Regions from separate parts of the Capra hircus genome. Here region 2 is linked to region 1. A link is a contact called in public Hi-C data. All regions are on one chromosome and are shown on one strand. The core of a region is the stretch at or near the end of the contact, and the rest is flanking DNA. Distances in the headings are between cores, read along the strand shown. Region 1 has its middle 18 kb from the start of GPR135. Region 2 has its middle 30 kb from the start of TRNAG-UCC.

Region 1 (7,159 bases), core at 1,639-4,138:
TATGTGCACATATTTTTCCAGCTTATTTGGGTAAATACTAAGGAGCATGAATCCTGAATTGTATGATGAGAGTATGTTTAGTAAGAGCCTGTCAAACTCTCTTCCAAAAAGCCTCTATCATTTTGCATTCCCACCAGCAATGGATGAGCATTCCTGTTGCTCCGCAGCCTCGCCAGTGTTTGGTGTTGTCACCCTTCTCACAGGTGTGTGCTTATCTCATTGTTTTAGCTTGCTTTTTCCTGATGACCAGTGATGAATAGTGTCTTCTCGTGCTAATTTGCCATCTGGATATCTTCTTTGTGTCTGTTCAGATCTTTGGTCCAGTTTTTAAAAAGTGAGTTATCCATTTTTCTTATTGACTTTTAAGTCCTTTGTGTTTGGATAATAGTCCTTAATCATGTCTTTTGCAAATATTTTTTCCTCATTTATGGTTCGTCTTTTACCTTGGTCTTTTCAACATTTTAAAGAAGCATGTTAATCTGATGGTTTTAAGACTATGGTGTAAAGATAGAATTGCTGTTATTATTAGGAATATTACCCATTTCTAAGGGGACATTTTGGAAATTGGGTGGGGGGATTTTGGGTGTCACAATGTCACTAACACTTATTGAGCGGTGTCCAGGAATGCTAACTGTCCCGCAAAACATAAGAATACTGCCTTGGGAAGAGTTATCCCACATCCCACATAATTATCAAATATTCTATCAAACATTGAAATAGCTGACAAATCTATGAATCATTGTGTAATTGTATAACTTTAATCCACTCTTCATAGAAATAGTTTTTAAACATGGTTTCACGTATTCTAAAAAGTTTAACTACAACTATTTTATGTATAAAAGTGTATGTTTATTTTAGATTTTTATTGAGCAGTATTCACCAGTTTTAAAAGTTTCATCACAATTTGCTATACTTCTTGAGGTAATGAGTTGTGAAGAAAACACGAGTGTATCTGTCTACACCTGTCACTATGGTAGTTCCTGATTCTGCATTTGGCTGTAAGCATGTGACTACTTCACTGCTTACTTTTTAATAAACTACTTGCCACACAATAACATAGATGAATGCTTGACATTTTGCCAAAAGAAAAAATCTGATATCAAAGAGTACATACTAGAGGACTCCATATAAAGTTCTAAAATAGAAACAATAAATTGTAGCAATAAATAGAATTTTTAGTTCTTAGAGTCTCCACACATTCATTCACTATGTCCACCTTTTAAGTCCTGAATCATATTTATAATAGGTGCTTTTTAAAGTTCTTATCTGCTGTTTCAAACAGCTAGGCTATACAAAAGTCTGTGTAGTTTGGTTTAATATGTCCTGAATTATGGTTGGTATTTCTCTCTCTTTTTTTTTCCCCTTGTCTAGTTATCTTAAATTATATGTCTGACATTGAGATAGTACATTGTAAACAATGAAAACTTTGTTTTCCTTTGAAGGACATTTTGCTTAAATTATCAGTGGTCCTTTAGATCCTTTCTGACTTGGTTTTTAATGTTTGAGCTAGTCTTCTTTAGTTGTGGCCTTAGTCCTAGGATATGACTCTTATTTGTGGACCTGATTTTCATTGGCAAGTTATAGTCTCTCTGTTGTCTTAAATGAATGCCCAATGTGCTCCATGAAATCTCTCCATCTCTGGTTTGCCTATAGCTCCAGCATCATCCAGTCTAGTGTGATTTCAAATATCTGCATTCATTCATCTCCAGTTTTACCATAGTCACCCTCTCCTAGGGCTCATGGCAATTTTTTTCTACATATTTACACCCCAGTTCTGTAACAAAGATCTATGGACGAATCCCTGTGCTGACTTCTGTCTCCCTATATCACGTCCTTTTTCGCTATACTCTGGCTTGCTAATTCCAGTTTTCCACCTGTTTTTCACTGCAGTGGACACTTGGGTGTTGGGGACTGTCAGCTGAAGGTACTTTCTTTTCTACCCCGTACCTCTGAGTGAGGTCTGGGCTACTGGCCTGAGCCCCTGAAAGTATAACACCATAGCAGGAGTTTTAAGTTGTGTGTCTGAGTAGTGCAACTAAATTTTCCTCAGTTTTTTTTTTTAAACTGTATGTCAGTCTTACCTTTTAATCATAGTTATTTTAGCATTTGCTCTCTTGGATTCAGATAATTTTTTTATATCCTTATCTGTTTATCCTCTCCACATGACTGAAGGAGTAGAGGATAAATCTTTATCATAACACTCTTGTCCCTGAATGTTCCTCCTTCAGCTAAATCTCCCTGTATGCTGGTGAAGAAAGCACAAGCCACCAGAATCTGACAGTTGTTAATCATGTTTGTTCACGAAGTTGAGCTGGCTGATCCGGGTGGCTCGAACCTCTCCCTCAAAGCATGTGTGTTTGCTAAGTCACTTCAGTTGTGTCCGACTCTTTGTGACCCTATGGACTTGTAGCCCTCTAGGCTCCTCCGTCCATGGGATTCTCCAGGCAAGAATACTGGAGTGGGTTGCCATGCCCTCCTTCAGGGGATCTTCCCACCCCAGGGGCTGAACCCATGTCTCATGTTTCCTGCATTGGCAGGGTTCCCACTAAGTGGTCCAGTTTAAAAGTCAACAGTTGTCAGTCACCTTGTTTTCTTGCCAAAGAATCTAACAGTCCGTTTAACTTAAAAAAAAAAATGCTGTTAACCCTTGTTAACTCTGCTTTACCTTTAGCTACAAAGTCTATAGACAAGCCAAAGGAGAGATAGCAGAGGTCACCATTCCCTGTTAGTCGTTCAGTGCCTGCTGACCTCTGCATGTCAGGGGCTCACCAGAAATACATAGATTCTTGCAAGCACTACTATAGGTGCTCCCACTGTGAATGAGGAAAAAACTAAGACATTTTACCTGTGATTTGAATGACTGAAGTACTACTAACTCCCCACAAGGAGGCTCCATCATCAAGTACAATTCTCAAAAAGGGAAAGGATCAACCATTTTAAAAGTGTCACAACGTGGTACATTTAAGTGCTTTAACATTCTTGTTCACAATTTGGTTCTCATAAAAATACAGTAGCATCTTAGTGCTATTTAAGTTAATGCAAAGTTAAGGCAAATGGATCATGTGTTAGTTAATGTTAGTTATTTCCAACTCTTTGCAACCCCATGGACTGTAGCCTGCCAGGATCCTCTGGCATGGAATTCTCCAGGCAAGAATACTGGAGTGAGTAGCCATTCCCTTCTCCAGATCTTCCAGGGATCGAACTCAGGTCTTTTGTATTGCAGGCAGATTCTTTACTGTCTGAGTCACCAGAAAAGCCCTGGTTATGTTAATGTATTACACCCATAATTTAAATTAAGCTGAGGGCATAGAGTGAAACTGAGTGTGGGATAGAGAAGGTTAAAGGGTGCTAATTATTTTTTAAAACTCTATAAAAATTTAAAACAATTTGCTTATGCTTCGGTTATTACATTTTCTCCGGCAGTTGTCACACAGGTTCAACTTTGGCTTTCTAAGTCAAGTAAGAAAATTTATTAATCTTTGCCTAAATTCTTTGCCTTTATAAGGCAACACTATTACCTGTTTGGTAGCACACAGGGCTGTGGCATTATATCACTCTTTAAAACTGAAGCAGTGAATACTTCTTATTGGATGATGTAATCTTTTAAAATATTGGTAATAATATTTCTAAATAGCCAAAAAGTTAGTTGACGTATTTAATCAGAAATGCAGACTAAATGATTATTTATACAATTAATATCTGTGTCAACACAGGATGTTAAAACTAGATGTGTGGTTTAACATTATACAGTGTTGCAACATTTTTTGCCTCCTAATTCTCTGAAAAAAAGAACTTATAAGTAAGACTAATGCTATGCATGTTCAAATCATTCATTTAATAAATGATTAAATCATTCATTTCATAGCATGTGTTGATAAAGTGTCAGGGCAACGGAGAGACAGGTTTCTTTATGTGGAAAATAGAATGAGGCTTCTAATTTGGGAGTTCTAGTCTTCTAAGACTTTATCCTTTAGAGTGAGATTTTGGATTTAGTTAGAATTTACTAGAGCCTCTGCTGGGTCCTCTGCTTACATCGCTTATTTCATATCTGTGGGCCCGATATTGCTATTCCCATTCCACAGATGAAGAGACTGAGATTCAAGGAAACAACTTATTCAGGATCACATAGGCAGCTAAACAACAACTAGAATTGGAAGTACTGGAACCCCCAGCAGGAGTGGGGGTGGGTAGGGATGAGGTATGGGAGGGAGGATGATGTGAAATGAGCCTACTCTCTCATCTGAGAGCTCTGAAAGCTGTGGTTTATCTCTGTTAGCATGTCTCCCTCGTCTTCATCAGGCTCTCTGCTGCCAGATGGAGCTTGACTTTTTTTTTTCCAGTTTGAATTTCAGCATCAATATTATATTTGAAATTGAAGAGTAAAATTGACATCTGTGATAACTTGTTAAACGATGACTGGGTGCCCAGGCAACCAGCTCCTGAACATCCGTCCTCTCTTCCTAAGGGTCAGGACTGTGCGTGGCTCCTCTGATGATAGGGTCATCCTCGTGGCCACGTCTCAGGGCAGCCTGAGCCAGGTGGTCAGGGACTGACAGACTCACGCATGTCCCTGTGCGCCTGGAGGAACCTGGTTTCCTTGGAGATGCTCAGGCTGCCTGATGAGCTCCACCCCTTCCCTCGTTGAGCACACACAGCCTGACTAGAATGGAGTAAACCTGCGTGGCTGGGGAGCCCCTCCAGTCGTCCCAGCAGGAAGGATAGGAGACTGCATTAAAGCTTGCTTCTATTGCTTTTACCTTGCAGGCAGACCCACCTCTTGAGAGGAAAGCAATTCTCTCAGTTCTTTGGAAATGGAAAGGGAATCTTACGGTCTTAAGGCTAAGACAGATTGACCTCAGATTATCCATACAGACTGCCTCTGGGAATGGGGTTTGGTCAGTTTCTCTTACAAGTAATGCACAATCAGACAAGGGCTGGATGCGAATGCTTTTCGGTTGTGGATTCTTTCTCTTAACTTTGTGAGACCTACAAGAGAACAACAGACATTAATCCCCCACTCCCAGACATTAATAAATATTTAAGTCGGGTCAATTCAGGGCTTCCTGACTAAAAATGTAAAACATGAGAGGTGGAATAGCAAATGTGGTCATGTGTAAAGGTTCTATTGTCTTTTACTGAAATTCTCTGAGTATCTCCTAAACTTCTTCCTGTGACATACTTTGAAGGGAGAAGGTAAGGAGGGGGGAAGAAATCTCTTGCTAAAGGAAGATAAAGGGAAGAAAGAAGAGGGGCCTGACAAGGGGATAACAAGTTCTTGAAAAAAGAAAGAGAGAAAGAAGTTGGCTGCAATTACAGGGTGTCAGATGAGCAACAAAAATATTAGTCTGAAATATTTACTGAGCACCTACTATGTGCACACTCTCAGTTAGACTGCAGGTGAAAGCAGGGGAACAAACAATTGTTTTGTCTTACAGAGCGTGTAGGTTGAGAGAAGCACAAAATCTGTTTAAAGTAGGATGCTAATAAATCCTTAGCTCATTCTGTTTTACTCTATTACTCTCATCCCCCGTAGCTTTATCCACGTTGTACATTTTGCTCAGTGGCGTCTGACTCTTTGCAACCCCATGGACTGTAGCCGTGACAGACTCCTCTGTCCTCCACTGTTTGCTGGAGTTTGCTCAAATTCATGTCCACTGAGTCAATGATGCTATCTAACCATCTCATCCTCTACCACCCCCTTCTCCTGTTACCTTTAATCTTTCCCAGCATCAGGGTCTTTTTCATAAACCTAAGTAAATAGAAATGAATTTACTCTGGTCTATTAGGACATAACATTGCATAAATTTTTTTTTTCCAATTTAACTTTCTTTTTGCTTTCCTAGTTGATGTAATGTTTTTGTATTCCTGCATGTCTACATATTTTAAAAGAGCTGATAAAAAATGTATTTGTTCCCAGTTAAGCTAGTTAATCAACCTCTTCGCAAAAATTTTCCTGAGCAACAGTTCAGTTCAGTTCAGTCGCTCAGTTGTGTCTGACTCTTTGCGACCCCATGAATCGCAGCACGCCAGGCCTCCCTGTCTATCACCAACTCCCGGAGTTCTCTCAGACTCACGTCCATCGAATCCATGATGCCATCCAGCCATCTCATCCTCGGTCGTCCCCCTCTCCTCCTGCCCCCAATCTCTCCCAACATCAGAGTCTTTTCCAATGAGTCAGCTCTTCGCATGAGGTGGCCAAAGTACTGGAGCTTCAGCTTTAGCATCATTCCTTCCAGAGAAATCCCAGGGCTGATCTCCTTCAGAATAGACTGGTTGCATCTCCTTGCAGTCCAAGGGACTCTCAAGAGTCTTCTCCAACACCACAGTTCAAACGCATCAATTCTTTGGCACTCAGCCTTCTTCACAGTCCAACTCTCACATCCATACATGACCACAGGAAAAACCATAGCCTTGACTAGACGGACCTTAGTCGGCAAAGTAATGTCTCTGCTTTTGAATATACTATCTAGGTTGGTTATAACTTTTCTTCCAAGGAGTAAGCATCTTTTAATTTCATGGCTGCAGTCACCATCTGCAGTGATTTTGGAACCCCCAAAAAATAAAGTCTGACACTGTTTCCACTGTTTCCCTGTCTATTTCCCATGAAGTGATGGGACCAGATGCCATGATCTTTGTTTTCTGAATGTTGAGCTTTAAGCCAACTTTTTCACTCTCCTCTTTCACTTTCATCAAGAGGCTTTTTAGTTCCTCTTCACTTTCTGCCATAAGGGTGGTGTCATCTGCAACATGTAGAGTAAAAAAAGTCAGTCAGGAGTGGATTTTGTTTTATATCAGTAATTGGAATAGATGTCAGACAAAACCTGAAATTAAACATAGTGTTGGATTTAGCATGAAACGGATAACAGTCTATCAAAAAAATAAGAAATCAAGTGCTTGTGTACCAAAGCGTTCAAGTCAATAAGAGAGGTAAACTTGAGGTCAGTGCTGTCATAAGTTCTATATTATAGAGTCCAGATTGTTCTTTGCTTTGGAGCCAAAAACACTGATGAACTTTGAATCTACAACTTACCTTTTAAATGATCAAACTGTAGGTGCGATAGACAAATATTTGACAACCAGTATGGTTTTCTTGGTAGCTCAGGTGGTAAAGGATCAGCCTGTAATGAAGGAGACCCCAGTTCAATTCCTGGGTCAGGAA
Region 2 (7,159 bases), core at 3,451-5,950, 300 kb after region 1:
TAGTTGTAGCACTAAAATAGCCATAGGCAATATGTAAAGGAAAGGATGTGGCTGTTTCCTTAAGACCTATTTGTGGGTGCCAAAAGTTTAAATTCATATAATTCTCACATGAACAAATTATTATTTTCTTCCTTTGTTTTTTCCAACCATTTAAAAGTATACAAGCCATTCATAGCTCACATGTAAAAAGGTAGCAGGATTTGGCCCAGGGACCATAATTTGCTGACCCCCATATTCAGAACAATCCTCTACCTTTATTTTTTAACCAAACATTTTATTGAAGCATGTGGAAATCTATACAATTTTAAGTGTATTGCTTCATAATTTTTCACAAAATGAACACACTCAATAAAACTCAGAGTAATGGATGGCATCACTGACTCGATGGACGTGAATCTGAATGGACATGAATCTGAGTGAACTCCGGGAGTTGGTGATGGACAGGGAGGCCTGGCGTGCTGTGATTCATGGGGTCGCAAAGAGTTGGACATGACTGAGTGACTGAACTAAACTGACTGAATGAATACCTGTGACTTTTTAAAAATTAATTTTATTGGCATATTGTCACTTTTCGATGTGGTCTTAGTTTATACTGTAAAGCAAAATGAATCAGCCAACACATACATATATCCTTTCCCTTTTGGACTTCCTTCCCATTCAGGTCATCACAGCGCATTAAGCAGAGTTCCCTATGCTATACAGCATGTTCTCATTAGTTATTTTATACATGGCATCAATAGTGTATGTGTGTTAATGCCAGTCTCCCAATTGCTCCCATCTCCTCTTTCTACCTTGGTATCCATCCATTTGTTCTCTACATTTGTGTCTCTATTTTTGCTTTGCAAATAAGATCATCTATACCAGTTTCCTGTGAAATCTGTTTTCAACCCACAGAATGGGAGAAAATACTTGCAAATGAAGCAACTGACTAAGGATTAATCTCCAAAATATACAAGTAGTTCAATATCAGAAAAACAAATGAGCCAATGGAAAAATTGACTGAAGATCTAAACACATTTCTCCAAAGAAGACTGACAGAAGGCCGACAAACACATGAAAAGATGCTCAACATCCCTGATTAGCAGAGAAATGCAAATCCAAACTACAATGAGATATTACCTCACACTGGTCAGAATGGCCATCACCAAAAAATCTACAAACAATAAATGCTGGAGAGGACGTGGAAAAGAAGAAATCCTCTTGAACTGTTGGTGAGAGTGTAAACTGATACGGCCTCTATGGAGAAGAGTTTGGAGGTTCCTTAAAAACCTAAAAATAGATCTACCACATGACCCAGCAATCCCACTTCTGGGCATATACCCAGAGAAAAACATAATTCAAAAAGATCCATACACCTCAATGTTCATAGCAATACTATTTACAATAGCCAGGATATGGAAGCAACCTAAATGACCTGTGACTTCACTGGTGCCACATAAATTGACCTAGGGGTGGTTACTATCAAGACTATGTGCCCAACTATACATTCCTCCTAAAAATGTATTTGACAGTTATCAGAGTCTTTACCCTGTGTCTACACAGCAAGGAGACTTGCAGTGAACCTCATGTCTCAGTTTTGACAATGAGTCTGCCTGCTGGGCCAGCTAATTGTCCCATTTGGAGCCATTTCAGTAGGCACGATAGCTCCTCTAATTTCCATTGACTGCTTCACCCTCTCTTCCCTGGCTCTCTTCCAGCTAGCTCTATGTCTCACCTCAGAAGGTACCCAGGCAGGAAGGTACTATTTTAAGCATGGGCTCAACAAAGGGTAGAGATCGGATGAGCATAACCCACAGTCTGTCAGGTCTGGGCTAAGTGAAGCTCACCTTTGTCACCAACCTCCTGTGAAGATTTAGGAGCATGTCACAGTCTGGCTGGAGGGGAATCATCATCTGTGACAGTTAACTAAGCAGTTATTGTGTCCTGTTTGCTACGTCTTATTTACCATGGGTTGCAAAAGTCTCTCGGCTTCTTAAAAACAGAATATGAAAAGGCTCCTTTAGACATGGGAATGGTCATGAGTGGCTCACAGGATCTCCTTCTAAAACACAAATAAGCTGCCTCACAAGTTCCCTCTGGTGGGTCCCAGATTTCCTATTTACTCCAGGCATTTGAAGTCTGTTTACAATATTTCTAGGGATTATTGTCAGTGTGAAGTGGGGATTAATGCATTCTTTTAGGACACAGAGCCTAGGTCAGTTTTCAGCTTCTCTGAAGACAGCAGAATTGCCTGGATGGCTATTTAGGAAACGTGTCTTAATTTGAGACTTGTACAAATACGTGATGGTCCAGCCTTGAGCCTCAGCACGTGGGCTCAGTTACCCAGTTTTACAGGAGCAAATCTCTTTGCAGAAGCCTAATCCCAGGGCTACATCCACTGCAGAACTTTAATAATCTCCTAGGGAATCTCACACTCACATTCCAAAATAAAGACTGCATTTGAGAGGCCCGACATCAACACTAAAGAACTGAATAGGCTCGGGGGCCAGTTTTACTCTTGAGGTTCTCAAGTTCTCCCTTGTTTTCTACTCTAAGACCTAATTTTATGTTAATCTCTAGCACCCCACCCCCACCACCTCTGTCAGCCATTTTCATCTGGCTGAAGGCATTTAATTATTAAGCTCTTCAATTTCATTAAAATGTTTTCTTTCACATTCCAAATAATAAAATGGCACAATTAAGCTAAGCACCATGGCAGACAATCTGTAACAAAGAAAAGAAACCCGTCAGATACTATGTATTAGGGAATTCCAGGTTGGGAAGAAAAAAAAAGATGTGATGAATCCTGGTAGCTTTTTTGTCTTAGGTTTATTTATCACAAAGCAACTTGAAGAGATGATCAGCTTTCTTCTTTTTATTTATGAAAGGACAGGGTTGTGGTTGTTAAGTAAATCCCATTCTCTGGCTTTCCCACTTAGCTCATGTTTCCAGCTCAAAGCATCATAAATAACCAATGAAGAAAAAAAAAATACTGCCTAAACGTTAGGAGACAATTTCCATAAACGTTCCCATTAAAAATGCATGATCGGTATGAAGACTTAATTTAGTCAGCGCAGTGTTTTGCTGTGGTCATATATTTTTTTTTTTTTGCATTGTCTGTCTTAGCTATTTAACTTTGAAGCCCACTAAAGATGAAAAATGGGCATTTATGGAGCAGGCACATATGGCTTTAGCGGTTCAGTTGCTGACCTGGCATTTCCCCCTGTGTAGCATCAGCCATTGTGTTCTCAGCAGTGAGCTTTAACCAGCAAAAGAATCTCAAACTTGAGAGGTGGTGGAGAGCAGAGGAACGGCAGATGTTCAGTGATGGTACAGACATTGACTGTATTATTTCTTTTGCCTGTAAATAAACTAACACACAGGCTTCCCAGGTGCCGATAGTGGTAAGAGACTCTGGTTCAATCTCTGGGTTGGGAAAATCCCCTAGAGGAGGGCATGGCAACCCACTCCAGTATTCTTGCCTAGAGAATCCCGTGAACACAGGAGACTGGCGGGCTCCATAAAGTCCATAGGGTCGCAAAGAGTTGGACATGACTGAAGCCACTTGGCATGTGTGCGCAAACTAACACACAGCTAACTGCTCCTTCTGCCCTGTCTATGTGAGTTCTAGAGTTGTGCAACATTTTGCCAGAGATGCTCACTGAGATTACTGAGCTTTCTGAGTCAGAGTCTAGTAAACTAGATTTTCATTTCATGGAAACCAAATAAGAGCCTTCGCATGATGCACAGAAGGACCTAGAAAAGGCTACTCATTACTATCATTGCTGTTTAAGCCAGCTAAGGAGCTTCTGGTTAATTAGCATGTTTTTGGTCATAACATGCTAGTAAATATCCTGAAATGCAGATTGTGAAAAGTTAAAGTTGGGAATATAAGCAATATAAGTCCCCTTTTTTTTTCTTGGCTGTCAAACTTTTGTTAAGTGTGGGTAGGCTGCTGAGGTTTCTGTGGGAAATGTCATGTTGGCCTTGGGAGGATTGCAAGGCTCAAGTTGGGCGTAATCCGGGATCTTGGAGTCTGGAGCTGTTTGGCTGCCTGGGAAGAAGTGTTGAGAAAAGTCCCCTTTATTTCCACTGGGATGGGGCCATGCCAAGACTTATTTTCTTTGCCTTCCAGCACCAAAAGTGTAAGGGCTTGAGATATTTCAAGCCAAACAAGTAAATGTGGTGAAGAAAATGGCCATGAAAAGCTAAGGATAAAGACCCCACAGTTAGATAGGAAGCAGTATGTTTAGTGTCTCTGAGAAAAGATCCAGGAGAATCTAGGTAGATTGGGGCCAGAATTTTAAAACAAATTCTGATCAGTTTATGAATAAAGTTCTTCTTCCAGAGTATATTCCAAATTTTTTAAGGGTTGAGGTCCTTTGCTTCTCTGTGTCTTCCACATGAAACTTTCAGCAAGGAACCGTCCTCATTGTAACAGTTCAATACATCTATGGACTCATACGCTACTTACAAAATACTCTTCTTGTGTTTTGCCTCTGTGTATATTTTGAATACAGGCTTCTTTGGTGGCTTAGTTGTAAAACCTGCCTGCTAATGCAGGAGACATGGGTTTGATTCCTGAGCTGTGAAGATCCCCTGGAGAAGGACATGGCACCCCACTCCAGTCTTCTTGCCTGGGAAATCCCATGGACAGAGGAGCCTGGTGGGCTATAGTCCATGGGATCGCAGAGTCAGGCACAGCCTAGTGACTAATCAACAAGATATTTGGACTGTGATGACAAACTTAGAAGCTTAGCCAAGTCACTTTCTGTTCTGTAAAGGATTCCTATGAATTCAATGTAAAATGAGTTTAGAAATAACCACACCTAGTCTGTCCCCAGAGAAGGCAATGACACCCCACTCCAGTACTCTTGCCTGGAAAATCCCGTGGATGGAGGAGCCTGGTAGGCTGCAGTCCATGGGGTCGCCGAGAGTTGGATACGACTGAGTGACTTCACTTTCACTTTTCACTTTCATGCACTGGAGAAGGAAATGGCAACCCACTCCAGTGTTCTTGCCTGGAGAATCCCAGGGACGGGGGAGCCTGGTGGGCTGCCGTCTATGGCGTAGCACAGAGTCGGACACGACTGAAGCGACTTAGCAGCAACAACAGCAGCAGCAGTTTCTGTCCTGCCAGGAACCTTTCGGATCTGAAAAGTTTGGAGAAGCAACATTGCCACCTTCTGGTAGATATGTGTCATATTTCTTTCCCACTGATGGCACTCCTGCCCCTTCATAGTTTGTATTTATGTCAGTAAAGGTTTAATTTGCTTTGAAGTTTTGCCAACTTAAAATCAAGTCTAAATAATATCTTAGATAAGACACATGACTATTAAAGCCCTGTAAATAAGGCCCTTGACTAGGAGAAGGTTATGATTTTGATACTAAAGAAAATCTTACTCCAGGCCCACTGTGATGTCAGTTTTAAGACCTACTATATTGCTAGGGTATTCTCATAGACCTTTAGCATGACCACGAATGTTCTGGCATTAGGGCTAGGGATTATGGGAGTGGGTAAAGGAAGACTATGATGAAAAATTCACAGACAAGTTTAGTAGTCATGAAAAAAAAGGTGGTCATCCTGCCTAAAGTGGTGAAGAAGTGAACAAGACTTAGCACACTGTGTTTTCGGATTTTCCGCAGCTGTGTTTACAGCTCATCTTACTTGGGGTTAAATATTTTCTGATACAGGAGTAATTGTGACTGTAACTATAAATTCCAGGAGATAGTTCCCTGGAACCTTATGTGGACTCAAAGCTTCCATTGGAGTTAGGCATATAGCTGGTATAAACAAGTTTCAGTTTCCTGAATGAATGACTGAAAATATCTTTTCTTCTATGATTCACCTCTAAAATACTCTGCTGGTACTCTGAAATATTGCTGGAAGAGAAAATAGCTAATTTTTCTAATCTTTCTTATCGATTCTCCAATCCAAACCCAACGGCAATTCATAAGGACAAAGTGCTTCTAAATTGATCCTATTCATTTATCTTCTTCTTGATCCATTTAAGGAAATATTGAAGATGTTAGAATAAGCATATGAGACTAATATCTTTTCAAGGAAAGGCTGCAACCATTGGGGATTATTTGCCTATAGAAATATATGCACCTTTGACTAGGTTGTTTCATAATTCTGCAGAGGTGAAAGTTACCTTGTAGAAAACTGAGAGCAATGCAAATATGCCAATAAACATACACATAAGTTTTGTGCAGGGGAGGGTTAATTAACTTTCTTCCTCTCTCCCTAAAAAATTCACCAGTTTTTTGTTTCCATTTGCAAATTATTTTCAATATTCCTAGATTACCTTCCAGTGTTATCAGTGTTTAACTTCTAAAATCCAATAGAAAGCTGAGCGCTGAAGAATTGATGCTTTCAAATTGTGGTGCTGGAGAAGACTCTTGAGAGTCCCTTGGACCGCAAGGAGATCCAACCAGTCTATCCTAATGGAAATCAACCCTGAATATTCATTGGAGGGACTGATGTTGAAGCTGAAGCTCCAATACTTTGGCCACCTCATGCGAAGAGCTGACTCATTGGAAAAGACCCTGATGCTGGAAAAGATTGAAGGCAAAAGGAGAAAGGGGAGGAGGCAGAGGATGAGATGGTTAGATAGCATCACCAACTCAATGAACATGAGTTTGAGCAAACTCTGGGAGATAGTGAACGACAGGAGAGGCTGGTGTGCTGCAGTCCATGGGGTCACAAAGAGCCAGATGACTTAGTGACTGAACAACAATATCCAGTAGAGGGCATGAAAGGAATTGTTTGGCTTACTATTTGAAGACAGGATTTAAATACTGAAATGGAAAAGCACATGGATTATATATTGCAATTTTCACACAGGGCCATCTTTAAATACCAACCTGAACTATATTGCAACCTTTACTTTTTCTTATTTCCTATCTATATCCTTCATTTAACATAAATACTTGTCTCATGGCTCTAGAATTAGATCTATTATATTTATAAAGCACAGATGAAATCATTAAGTAAAATATCAATGATTTAGAATGGATAAACAACAAAGTCCTACTGTATAGCTGAGGCAAATATATTCATATCCTGTGATAAACTATAACGAAAATAATATGAAAAAGAATATATAGACAAATAAATGAATCACTTTGCTATACAGCTGAAATTAACAAAACATTGTAAATTAACTATACTTTAATA

What was found. A called contact is a pair of places that touch in the nucleus more often than the background predicts.
Region 2: a Hi-C map of blood shows a contact between it and region 1, with 4 times the contacts expected there. The contact joins two enhancer-like sites. A contact is called at or near these places in 2 of 5 Hi-C or Micro-C datasets (both in blood).

What each region holds. Positions count from the first base shown.
Region 1 is chr10:31,501,828-31,508,986 of ARS1.2, forward strand. No RefSeq gene overlaps it. Among named protein-coding and RNA genes, the nearest start is that of GPR135, 18 kb to the left of the region's middle. Within about 2 kb of position 2,889, at least 1 of the 5 cell types and tissues checked has an H3K27ac peak or open chromatin away from gene starts, as enhancers often do.
Region 2 is chr10:31,804,366-31,811,524 of ARS1.2, forward strand. No RefSeq gene overlaps it. Among named protein-coding and RNA genes, the nearest start is that of TRNAG-UCC, 30 kb to the right of the region's middle. Within about 2 kb of position 4,701, at least 2 of the 5 cell types and tissues checked have an H3K27ac peak or open chromatin away from gene starts, as enhancers often do.